Regions from separate parts of the Mus musculus genome. Here regions 2, 3 and 4 are each linked to region 1. The links are chromatin contacts, called in public Hi-C and promoter capture Hi-C maps. All regions are on one chromosome and are shown on one strand. The core of a region is the stretch at or near the end of the contact, and the rest is flanking DNA. Distances in the headings are between cores, read along the strand shown.

Region 1 (2,862 bases), core at 104-2,603:
AATAACTTAAGTGGCAAGCCGATCAATCACCACGAATAAAACTTACTCTGCAATTTGTATAGAAAGCTCCCATTTAAGCAACCCCACTTGTCCTACGGGAAGAGGCATACTTCAGGAGTTAGTTTTTAACCCTGGGCCCCAACTCTTCATTCAATTACACACTTATTTAGCAGCGCACGTTTTAATTGTGCATATTTCCATATTCTAGAGGGTACACACGGGGTTTTCAGGCAAACTTTGACGTTTTTTTTAACGGTACATAAGAATTGAAAGCAGGAGCCAGCAGCATCCACCTCTGCTTTCTCTTCATGGAACCTAAGCTTACTTTCCAAGGAAAGAAAATGAAAGGTTAGATTAAACAAGGAATAAACCATACACCCATTTATTAAACCATATTATTAGCCATTACATTAAATCATAACCTTATGGTTAGGAGTGGCAGGGTTAAACAAAGTCGGCTTAAACTAGTATCCAAAATATGCAAAACCCTGTCGGCAAAACACCAGCAGCTTCCCAAATTGCATAGCAATCAAAAGTTTTCATTTAAGAAGAAGAAGAAGAAGAAGAAGAAGAAGAAGAAGAAGAAGAAGAAGAAGAAGAAGAAGAAGAAGAAGAAGAAGAAGAAGAAGAAAACCCTTCTGTGTTTTATTCTGCAACAATCTTGCCAGCGGACAAATGTCTACAAAATATAAACCGCGTTTGCGGCTTATCCTGACGCCCCTAAATCGCAATCCATTAGCTGTTGAAAAAACAAGCAAGAACGGAACACAGAACAAAGCATACACCAGAGAAAGAGCGCGAATCGGCAGCAGCCAGCTGGGCCTCTTTTTACTGAGCCCTTAAGACAAAGCAGGATCGTGGCACGCACCACGGGCTGGACTACATATCCTAGCATGCAAAGCACCGAGGCCTCACCACTGGACTGCGTTTCCCAGCATGCAAGGCGCTAGGGTCTCCCGGCCAGACTACGCTTCCCGACATGCTCTCTGCCAACAGCAAGTTCGTGACCGGAGAGGCCTGGGGTCCCGGAGTAGTGTGTTCTTTCTCCGTCCTTTCAATAGTTTTTCGGCGTCGGGAGCCGGACACTGCCACCGGAGTCACCACTTAAGCGACAGAAGTTCCCGACCGGTTATTCACTGGAGTCAACTGGAACGAAAACTGCCCCTCAGGCTGGGGAGGGCGGGATGGAGGCCGGGCAAGCTCGGTCAGTTTTAGCCAATGGCGCCCGAGCAGCTGCCCTGTCACCATGGCAACTCAGGCCGCCCGCGGAGGGACCAGCAGTCCATTGGGTAGAATCTTTCTCGAAGGCTCGAGAAGAAGGAAGCGGAAGTGGCACGTGGAGGCGCCGGTGAGTAAAATGCTGCAGATTCTGGAAAGTTCTCCTCAGTAGGCTACATAAGGCTGAGCGATTGGGACCTCCCCTTTTGGATTGGTAGCTGAGCGGCGGCGGCTGCGTGAGAGAGGCGGGCGGCGGAGAGCGGTGGCAGAGACTGAGCGCAGTCTTGCAGGGTAAGCCGGAGGCATCTTCCCGACTGGTCGGGAGCAGGACGAGCACGCAGCGGACCCGAGGCGGAGGCGGACCGGGCCAGCCATGTCGGTGGTTGGGCTAGACGTAGGCTCACAGAGCTGCTACATTGCGGTGGCGCGGGCCGGGGGCATCGAGACCATCGCCAACGAGTTCAGCGACCGCTGCACCCCGTAAGTAGGAGCCTGGGTGGCCGGGGAGGGCTGGAGCTCGCTGCTTCCCGAGGGAGATGGTGGGTCCGGGGATTCCGGGAACCGTGACACCCCGCGACCACCTGGTCCCGCTGGCCTTCCAGGCTCGCCCCCGACTCCCCACTCAGCTTCTTCAAGCTGGCACCGGCTCCCACCTCAGCTAGGATCTCGGCAGAGCCTGGGCAACAGAGCCTTTTCCTCCGCATGGTGAATCTCCAAATGACCTAGAAGGTTCCAGAGCCTGTGCGCCGCTGCTTGCCTAGGGAGCGAGCGGACTGTTGTTAGCGACCACAGAAACACGCTATGGTGGAGGAATCCTCCGTCTCTGCGTCTCATCTACTCCTGATTTGTTAATATTGCCCTAGTGCCCCAATCGCCTTTTGGAAGCGTCCTTTTTAAAGCTCATTGTGAAAAACGTCCGTGAGAGTTTCCAGACCCAGAGTTCGTTTATTTTAACACCATTTAGAGTAAGCAGTACAAATTTAACATTGTTGTTGCTTAACACACTGCTGTGCAAAAAATTCAGTGGGGAAGATGGATTTTTTTGCTTCGGAATTAAATATTCTGCAGCAACGTGGGTGGGTAAACGGAAGCATGGTAAAAAGCAACTTTTTGAGGGGGTTAGTTTCTGAAGGTTACATATTAGAGGCAGTTAGACCTGCGTGTGCCTTCACCGACAACAGCTGTATGCTTTTTAAGGCAATCATTATAGGGCTTTTTCCCCCCATGTGCAAAGTCCAAGATAATAAATGTTAAACATCGAACCCAAAGGTAAAATCATTCCGACCTTATTAGAGGAACATTTATGAGTGAATAGGAGGAAGAAAGCCTTGCTAGGAACTTACTTTCTAAGCATGGGCTCCCTCTCTCACAAAGCCATGGTGCTCTGTGATTCGGCAATTAGTAGGAAGGCTGCCAGTCCTTCTTGCCCCCATCCTGTATGCTAAGCGCTTCTTCCTCTCTCTGCCTAAAAAGAGACAAAAGGTGTGTAGAGGAGAACAGGGAGAGCTGCTTGGGTAGCTGTGTTGCTGACCAGAATTTTTGACTGAGGTGGTTTTTTTACCCTTGGCCAAACTATGCGGTTGAAAATGGAGTTGGCTACTGATTTCTATTACAGTTGTTTGGCATGGAAAATGAGACAATCCA
Region 2 (2,973 bases), core at 85-2,584, 1.1 Mb after region 1:
AAGCCACATTGGGGTGAGCCTGGGCCTCTGTTTTCCTCTACGTTTGGATTCTTAGGGAGTTGGGTCTGTGATGTAGGCTCCTAGGAGTGTATGGAATGCCTTCAGCCAGGCCGCCACTCAAGAGACAAGTAGGTCCTCTGAAGTGTCCCGTGAGTTCCCGTCCGATGAGGGAACACGTGACTGGGGAGATGGTTCTGGGGAATGACGCAGGCTCCTAGACAACAGGGACTGCATAGCTCACGTCTGAACTCTCAGTGGCCGCAGAGCCTGTGGTGCACCTGTGCGTCGAGAGAGAAAGAGGATGAGTAGCCACCGTTCACGTCAGAAGATGTGCTGTTATTTACAAAACGATGTATGTGCCATGCATGAAATCATCCTTAACAGCACCCAGACTTTAGCCCTGGAAGGTAGGCAAGGCTGCCTTTAGGTGAGGTCACAACTGTAGGTGGGTGTAATAGTATCGTGTGGAGACTGCCCTTCCGAAAGGTCTGAGATATGAATAAGGCTCAACTGAATACTTGTGGTTTCTGTATTCTGATCCTAGATCCGTGGTAGACATTATTTTTTCACCTAAATATTCTAGCATCGGCATTATATTATGCTGTTTTAAATTCACAATACAATTACGTCACCGGGTCAAACAGGGGCTAGGCTGGGAAGTGGTGAATCTACATGTAGTCTCCACTACCACTATATAGTTTCTGGTCATTTCAATTAAGCGGATTGCAGCTTTATGGCCCTAGGACTTCAGGAAACGTGTGTTCAGACATTGCCTCTGCTTCACAAGAGTCTTGTTTCTGTTGAACTTCCACGGCCTTATTGGAAATCAATGATTGTTTCTGATCTTCAAACTGTCATGTTGAGGAGACCTAAAGATTAACTCACTCAATAAAATGGTTTGAGATTGCAGGATGTGGAGAACTTGCAATGATTAAAACACATGCTTCTGCACCACGGTGTGTCCTATTTTAACTGTGTCTACACAGTGCGCGAGGGAATTTCTCCGTGCAAGTTGTTTTCCTCCAACAATCCGCGTGATCATGGCATTTCTGGACACAGGTAGGGACTGACTCCAGAGCAAGAGCCTCTAAACTGAACCGAGACAAGGGCGCTATCCTTTCCTAGCAACTGTTGCTATGCGGGGGCGTGGCATCGATGCGGGCAAGGACGCCCCGGAGGCCCCTTCCCCTCACCTGCACAAACTACATTTCCCATGATGCTCCGAGAGGGCTCCGTTGTGACGAACGGAACAAGCGCAGACGGGGGCGGGGGAGGTGGGGGGCGCTATTCCCAAGTCGGCTCTCGGGCACCAGCAGGGGCCACCGCCGCCATGTTGGGCTGAGGCGATGACAGGAGGCGGCCGGGGCGTGTGGGATTGAGAAGTGGAGGAGGAGGCGGAGAGTCAGGGCTCTGAGGGGGAGCTGTTCCCAAGCTAAGGGAGGAGCCCCCGGAAGACGCTGCGGAAGGCAGGCAGCGAGGCGGAGGCGGCCGGAGCCCAGACGCGATGCGGCCCGACCGGCGCGGCTGCGCTGAGGCGCCCGCGGCCTGAGCCCCCCCGGCGCTGCGCTCGGTTCGGCTCGGCCCAGTTCGGCTCGGCTCGGCTCGGCGGCTGGCGAGGTCGATGCCCTTGAGCGCGGCTGCGCGCAGCCCGGCTGTGCGGCCCCGCGGCGCGCGCTGAGCTTCTCGGCGGCCCCGGCCGCTTTCAGCTCGGCGCTCGATGTGTAGCCACATAGTTATCTGTACACTTCGTCGCCGGGGCTTTAATGAGGACCTGAGTCGCGAGCGCGTGTGAATCACCGCCTGGGCCGGGGAAAGAGGACGGCGCATTTAACCCCCTCCCACCCCGCTCCATGTCCGTGTGTCACTCGGCTCTGTCCACCTGGCGCGGCGGGTCCTGGAGCTGCTACTGCTGCTGACGATCGGCTCCCCTCGCGCCTCTCGCCCCAGAAGCTCTTGTGCTCCCACGTAACTTCTACTTTTTTTTTTAATTTTTATTTTTTTTTTCATTTTTGGGAAAAGCTCAGCACAAACCGATCAGAATTGTGAAGGTTCTTTTTTATTTTTTCCGTAGTTCCAGCACTTCTGCTCTTGCTTTTTGTTTTGTTTTCTGCGTAAACCTCTGGCCCACTCTCAAAAGGCAAGATGTCCAGTCATGTCCCGGCGGATATGGTAAGTGAACGATAAGTTCCGACGTTCGGATTGTAGTGTGGTTTCCAATCTTATTTAATCGGAAGACGACGCTGGCGTCGGGGCGAAGGTTTCTGGGGCCCGGCGGGGGTGAGAAATGGGGGGCACTTCTGGAAAAGCCAATCTACTTGGCTTTGGAGAAGTTGGCTCTTCTGCCCCCCTCCCCCCTTTTCTTTTAGGAAGCACTGGTTTTTGGTGTGGTTTTGCAGCTTTTTCTTTCTTTTTTTCTTCTTCTTTTTTTTAAAACCACTGGGAGTCACTGGTTCGGTTGTGTTTCCTAAGTCGCCGGAGGCAGGGAAATGCAGTGGAAGCGGAGGAAATTCCTTCCCGATTGCTAGAAGGCTTTCAAGGCTTGGATTTAAACGCTTCGGGAAAACGTCAAGGGCTGTGTGGACACGGCCGGGGACGGGCGGCGAGCTGGATACCTAGGGTAGGAAGAGGCTGTCTGGCTCAGTGACAGACAAGATCGTTCAGACGTAGGTGCACACTTGATACATTTCAGGGGCAGCGGCGCACCTCTTTGGAAAAAGTCTTGCTGTGAGCCCTTCGAAACGTCTAGCTGAACGAACAGCTATGACAACCGGAGCTATTTAAATGTTTTTCAATTCTAGGTTTATGGCGTAAAGCGTCCTTTTTAAAATATAGATATTCCAAGGTTTCTTGGTACCAAGTAATTAACAGTTTTGCATTTTAGGTTTTTGTTTGTCTATTGTTTGTTTTAAGCCAGTTAAGCATGTTTATTGAGCCTGGATCACTGGGCGTTGAGAACTGGAAACAAAAACTGCT
Region 3 (2,972 bases), core at 221-2,720, 1.1 Mb after region 1:
CCTCCTTTTCCTTTGCTTTATAAGAGATTAGCTGTTTCTTAAATAATTGATGTGAAGTGTCTCTGAATTCCTGTGGTTTGAAGGCTTTACAGATATCAGCTTTCTCTTCCTGACTGAAAGGATGTGTGTGATAGTATCCTTTCCTCCTTAGTTTAAATTTGGATGTCTCGATCGTGAATAAGAAATCTTGTGAGTGGTGATCTGGGGTAGTTTTCTTATTTTCCTTTCTTGCTGGAGCTAGATGATGGTGAAGTGCAGCTTCTGGGCAGTGCATTTGCACATAATAAATGGTGTACTAGGGACCTGCAGTGAGGACCTAAGGTACAGTTTCTCAGTAAGCCACATTGATCTGCCAGACTGGCAGCTGGATCAAATCATTAAAGAAGACTTTGTTACCAGTTCATGGTAGAACAAGTAGTTATGCCATCTATCTCTCACTGGTTGCCAGGTCTGTCATATTCTTGCATCAGATAGAATTGTGGCTCTTTGAGAGGCAGAGAAAATACCTTTCTTTGTCTGGTTGCTGTCTACCCAGCTCAACCTGATTTGGTTTGGAATTGGAGAAGGGATTGAATACATAAAAATTCATACATTTGTGCGTACAAGTACATGTGGATTTGTTTTTAAATATTATTCCATTTACCAAACTTGATTCTAAGCTGGGCGTGGTGACACATGCCTTTAATCCCAGCACTTGGGAGGCAGAGGCAGGCGGATTTCTGAGTTTGAGGCCAGCCAGGGCTACACAGAGAAACCCTGTCTTGAAAAAACAAAAAACAAAAAAAAAAAAAAGCTTGATTCTAGTATTGATTTTCTGGTGATGTGACTTTTAAAAAAGCATCTATAACCATGCTCTGCTGTAAGAATTGGAATACAGATTACTTTTAAAAATAACTGCAGCATTGGTGGAACTTTTGTTTTGGGGGAACCACAGCATGCAGCCAATAAAACTTGAGTTCTGCATCTTAGCAGACAAGATAGATGATTCCATTTTACAGCAATCTCTGCTCTCTAACAGCAAAACCACACAGTTATAAAGTATACTCCTAGAGGTTTTCAGAGGTCAGTATGGAGTGTGCTTTTTTTTTTTTTTGACATATTTGCTAGTATTTTACACAATAATTTAAAACCCAGCCCATCACAAGACCTTTGCAGTTATAGTCTCGAAAGACAGCTTCTGTGAGAATGGTTACTTCCCAAATAAGTACCCCACAGGCTGTGTATATCTTTCTAACCTAGACAGCATCATCAAGGCAAAATAGCTTTGAGAGGAAACAGGGACTACACATAAAGTAGCATAGTAATAACACTAAAATTGTTGCTGATACAAACACTGTTGCAGTGTCTACAGAACGCCCCACAGTTCAAATGCTTTCATTCATATTTCATTTATGTATCATTCATTCTAAGTCAACCCTGCTGACAGGAGGGGGAAAAAAATCCAAAAAGCTGGCAGAGTTCCCAGCACAGCATACTGAAAGTGTAGTAGAAATACCCTGAGTGTCTGTCTGGTAAGGACTGGAGTCATAGTGTGTAATACATGATGTTTGTGATGGTTCTGCACAAAAACTGCTACCTATGGGATGGTGCCGAGTCATCCACATTCTAAGAGATATTGAGCTTCATGCGGCCTCCAAAATGCAGTAAATTCAGTCCCTTCGTGGCAGAGACGGGACTTGGAGACGTCCTTCATAGTTCTCCCTGTGGACCTGCTGAGCCAAGAGTTGTTTAGTCGTCTGAGAAACCCATCTGAAACCTGCTTGTGGGTGTAGAGGTCTTGCAGGCTGAGAAAACACAGCAGCCTAGGGGTTAAAAATAAAGTCAGGGGTTTTGTTTTCAGTTGTGTATTGTGTATATTCTTTGGCTTCTGGCACTCTCAAATTTACTTTTTTTTTTTTCAGGACACTAACAAATTCAATGTCAGAATGCATGAACTTGGGTATTTTTCATGTTACCATCTTCACCCTATAGTAAATTGGTATAGTTCATGGCTATTTCAAGAGCTTGTGTTTTTCATTTTATAGCATTCAGTCTCTAGGCTCTTGGAAGTCTACAGTAGATTCATCAGGAACATTTCCCTCTTCGCCTTCCTTCGCAGCAGCTCCTCTTCAGACACTCTCTTGAGGAGCCCTTTTCCTGAGGGCCTTGTGCAGTGTGACACAGTTGATAAAGCTGTTGGGTTCTTAGTTACACTGCAGTGACATTGCAATTGCTCCTGTTCTCCAGGACAGGCCACACCATGTCATCTGGGAACTAATAATAATATTCTTTAAATATTTATTCAGCATGTATTTAATGGAAGAGGAAGAAATTGATTTTCTTTTAATAACATTTCTATGCAGAGGCAGATGCCTTCCTGAGCCTTTTCTATGTGCCAGTGTGGGCTGGCTCTCTACAGCAGGCAGGACAGCTCCCAAGGCGCGGCAGCGTTGCTTCCTTTTTATTTTGTGACTTTTCTGCAGTAGACATTAAAATTAGATAATAAAATGTATTCTGGTAAAAACTGTATTACTCAGTCTTGGGACTTTGGCTGATCGCTAGTATACATGACCAGTGTCACCCAGTAGTACTACACTGTCTCTCATAAAGCTGTATTTGTAGACAGCAGCCCACTCAAGCTCTGTCACCAACTTCAAGCCATTGCTGCTGGTCCTGATGACACAAGGGTAGAATGCAAGTGTATCGTTCTTGAACCCATTGTACTGCCTCAGAGAGGATGTGCTCGCCCGAGTTTGACTGGCTATTGGTCTCCTCTCCTCTCCCCATGTGTAGTATTTGGTCTGGCGCCGTAGAAATGAAATTATCATCTTTCATTGTGCACTTGCTGTGTACCCAAACAACAGGAGTGTGTGTTTTGTCTTTAGCACTTTTATATTGCTGCCATGAATTTCTTTTCTAGATAAAGTTTGCTGTCTGGTAAAATGTAGTTGTTTTTCTTGATAAAATCTGTAAGCTAACAGGCATTTAGGTAA
Region 4 (3,011 bases), core at 400-2,899, 1.0 Mb before region 1:
AGAAAGATTGCCAGTTCCAGGCTACCATAGCATACTACTCCCCACTTTCACCACCCTAAAAGTGTGTTTAATATTTAAACTTTGGGAATTAATTTATTAATCTTATGTGCCATATAACTTTTTACCTCCAAACTCGCCGCTGTAAAATCAGTTAGGTATTATGCTGTCACCATGAAATGGAAGATTACCTGTTCCACAGCGGCCTGCCATAGCTCCCAAGTGTTCACTCTACTAAAGTCCCCCAAACACTAGCATCTGACATGTCTAGTGCACAGCCAAGAGATAGCCTCTGAAACCCGCGCTTGTGCCAACTTAGTTGACTTTCACAAAAGTTAACACAGAAAACACCCCCTCGTGGAACTGTTAACTACATGTGCTGAGAACAATGCTTAAATTGCCCTTCTCCACTTCAGTCATCATAAGTTAGCTACAGCCCACCTCCTACACTACATACACCTGGCTTTTAAAAGGTTATTTCGTTGAAGTCCACAGGCCTCCCCAACTCTCTCAGGACCTCAGACCAACCTTCAAAAATGAAACAATACTTCCAAAGCTTCAACAAGTATTCAACAGAGAGACCGCTCCTTGGAGCGATTACAGCCACCCATCAGTTCCTAACTCTAGTATCAAAGGAGCATTCTTTGAAATCAAAAATATGGGGGGGGGGGGGGGCTTTTAAATCTTGGTAGGGTTCCTGAGGATGGAGCGAACGAATCACTCTTCTTTCAAACCCCTCGGGAGTTCGTACTGGAATAGCATGCAGCGCTGAAGAGCAGGTGCTGAATTTCGGGGTTCCGTCGACCCTGCAAACACCTGTCGGCTGCATGCTACATGCCTGCTCCTATGTGCAAACATCACATTTGCTCTTCAACGTACAGAGCAAAAACCGAAACAAAACAAAAAGCAGACCCACAGCCACAGCCGCCGCCAACGCCGCCAACACCAACGCCGCCGCCGCCAGGGCTTCTCCCGGACCGCAAACTTTTAGAGTGTCAGTGGAATAACGGTGCAGAGGCGGGCGGGCGAGCCCGCACCGCACACTGTCCGTACCGCCGTGGGGCTGCACCCGCGGTCGCCCGAGGACTCTCTCTCTCTCTCTCTCTCTCTCTCTCTGACTCTCTCTGACTCTCTCCTCTTTCTCTCTCTCTCTCTCTCTCGCTCTCGCTCTCTCGGCCGGCTCCCGGCTCTTCCCCGACTCCCGAGCAGTGCGGCGCGCCTCCCCTCGCGCCGGGCCCGCAGGCAGCCGGAAGGGGGAAGCGGCGCGGGGGGCTTCTCTCCAGGGGGAGGAGAGGGGAGGGGGAGGGGCGCGGCCGCGGCCCCCGCAAAGGTCACTCCGGGCCGGCGCCAGCCGCGGCCCGCGGCCTCCCCGCCCCCGGCCCCACCGCAGCCCCGCTGGGACACCGGGACACGCGAGGCTCAGCGGGCGACGGCTCCACGCGCGCACGCCCCGCTAGAAAAATGGAGCGTGGGGCGCTGAGGCGATGAAGAGGCGCTCCCTTTCCGTTACCCGAGTCGCTCCTACCTCCGGTCGCCCGGCTCCTACACTCCTCGCGCTCCTCCGATCTCGGGGATCCGCCGCCCTCGCCGCCGCCGCCGCCGCCGCCGCATCCAATCGCCTCCTCCCGCCCCCCCTCCCCTTCCGCAGCCAGTCCAGGCCGTTCCTCCGCCTCTCCGCTTCAAAATGGCGCCAAGAGCAGCTCCGCGGCTGCTCCAATCGAACCGCGGCGGACAGCGCCTGGGGGGCAGGCAGAGCGCCGCGTGGGTTCTCAGCGCCCCCTACCGGCCGCACGGCTTCTCGCTCAGGCGCGTGCGCACGCGCTCCTCAGCCCGCGCTCCGGGCTCCGCCCCACACACCCGGGGGCGCGCACGCGCAGGCTCCGCCCTGCTGGCGCGGCCTCCTCTGTCTCCTTGGCAGCAGAGTGATGGGCAGCTGTCAGTGCGTTCTCTCAGCTTGGACTCAGCCTCCCAGGCTTTGGCGGGAAATCTGTAGATAGCTGAACTCCGCTGGCTTTGGCTTTTTTTTTTCTTTCCTTTTTTGGATGAGGCTTTTTTTTTTTTCTTTCCTTTTTCTTTCCTTTGCCGCCCTAGCTGGCCTGTGGAGCTCACTGTGTACACCAGGCTACACATGATCTTACCATGTAGACCAGGCTGCCCTCGAGTTCAGAGATCTGCCTGCCTCTGCTTCTGCCTCCTTAGTACTGGCATTTTCCCTACGCCCGGCCTTTTTTTTTTTTTTTAATTTCTAAAAAAAAAAAAAGGAGGGGGACGGCGAGATGGTTCAACGGGTTAGAGCACCGATTGCTCTTCCGAAGGTCCTGAGTTCAAACCCCAGCAACCACATGGTGGATCACAACCACCCATAATGAGATCTGACACCCACCATCTTCTGGAGCGAGAGGGTGCCAACTGGAGTGAGTAGAGGTCCTAAGTTCAATTCCCCAACAACCACATGAAGGCTCACAGCCATCTGTATAGCTATAGTGTACTCATACACATAAAATAAAAAATAAATGTGTATTATTTTATTTGAGAATACGCTCTCACTATGCAGCCCTGACTGGCCTAGAAATCACTATATAACCCAGGCTAGGCTCCATCCTCCAGCCACTGCCTTCCCAATGCTGGGACTAAAGGTATGTGCCACCACTCCTGGCTTTTTTTGTTGTTTTGTCTTGTTTTGTTAGATAGGGTCTCACTATGTAGCTCTGTCTGGGTCTGGAGCTCACAGAGACCCACCTGCCTCTGCCTCTATGCCTCTGCCTCCCAAGTGCTAGAATTAAAGGTGTATTCCACCTCTTGTGCGATGTTTTAAACCCTGTGGTGCAGCACAGATTATGTGCTGTGTAAATGAAAGATTATTAATGTCTACATGGCTCCTCACCGGTTGGTGGACCTAGGGATCCAGTGTTCATCCCACTGCTCAAGAACCCCCCTTAACGGGGTGAGGAAGCGATTGGAAGGCCACAAAGATGCCATCCAGAAAATGAGGTTTGTGCGCCCTTGCCACTTCT

Evidence for each region. Promoter capture Hi-C pulls out the DNA fragments that hold promoters and counts their contacts. A called contact is a pair of places that touch in the nucleus more often than the background predicts.
Region 2: a contact with region 1 is called in a Hi-C map of pre-B cells, with 7 times the contacts expected there. The contact joins the promoter of Ubl3 here to the promoter of Hsph1 in region 1. A contact is called at or near these places in 5 of 39 promoter capture datasets (the 3T3-L1 cell line, 3T3-L1-derived adipocytes, cranial neural crest and 2 more), 3 of 484 Hi-C or Micro-C datasets (the G1E-ER4 cell line, double positive thymocytes and pre-B cells), 6 of 115 datasets of contacts at active chromatin or transcription factors (the SCID.adh cell line, cardiomyocytes, embryonic forebrain and 3 more) and 1 of 9 other capture datasets (liver).
Region 3: a contact with region 1 is called in a promoter capture Hi-C map of the 3T3-L1 cell line, with 5 times the contacts expected there. The contact joins the enhancer-like site here to the promoter of Hsph1 in region 1. A contact is called at or near these places in 5 of 39 promoter capture datasets (the 3T3-L1 cell line, 3T3-L1-derived adipocytes, cranial neural crest and 1 more), 3 of 115 datasets of contacts at active chromatin or transcription factors (the SCID.adh cell line, astrocytes and large pre-B cells) and 1 of 9 other capture datasets (liver).
Region 4: a contact with region 1 is called in a promoter capture Hi-C map of pre-B cells, with 4 times the contacts expected there. The contact joins the promoter of Pds5b here to the promoter of Hsph1 in region 1. A contact is called at or near these places in 9 of 39 promoter capture datasets (the 3T3-L1 cell line, 3T3-L1-derived adipocytes, cranial neural crest and 5 more), 5 of 484 Hi-C or Micro-C datasets (the G1E-ER4 cell line, embryonic stem cells and pre-B cells), 2 of 115 datasets of contacts at active chromatin or transcription factors (large pre-B cells and stem cell-derived neural progenitor cells) and 1 of 9 other capture datasets (liver).

What each region holds. Positions count from the first base shown.
Region 1 is chr5:149,634,806-149,637,667 of GRCm38.p6, reverse strand. Hsph1 (heat shock 105kDa/110kDa protein 1) reads left to right here and starts at 1,353. Exons shown (of 18, transcript NM_013559.2): 1 at 1,353-1,698. The coding sequence starts at 1,592.
Region 2 is chr5:148,551,149-148,554,121 of GRCm38.p6, reverse strand. It overlaps Ubl3 (ubiquitin-like 3), which reads left to right and starts at 1,334. Exons shown (of 5, transcript NM_011908.2): 1 at 1,334-2,169. The coding sequence starts at 2,143.
Region 3 is chr5:148,533,324-148,536,295 of GRCm38.p6, reverse strand. All of the region lies in intron 1 of Ubl3 (ubiquitin-like 3), which reads left to right. Among named protein-coding and RNA genes, the nearest start is that of Ubl3, 18 kb to the left of the region's middle. Within about 2 kb of position 1,470, at least 41 of the 459 cell types and tissues checked have an H3K27ac peak or open chromatin away from gene starts, as enhancers often do. A contact at or near this core is called in liver, where this site is marked.
Region 4 is chr5:150,672,465-150,675,475 of GRCm38.p6, reverse strand. It overlaps Pds5b (PDS5 cohesin associated factor B), which reads right to left and starts at 1,649. Exons shown (of 35, transcript NM_175310.6): 1 at 1,523-1,649. It overlaps Gm40353, which reads right to left. Exons shown (of 6, transcript XM_017321266.1): 2 at 1,508-1,735; 3 at 914-1,450.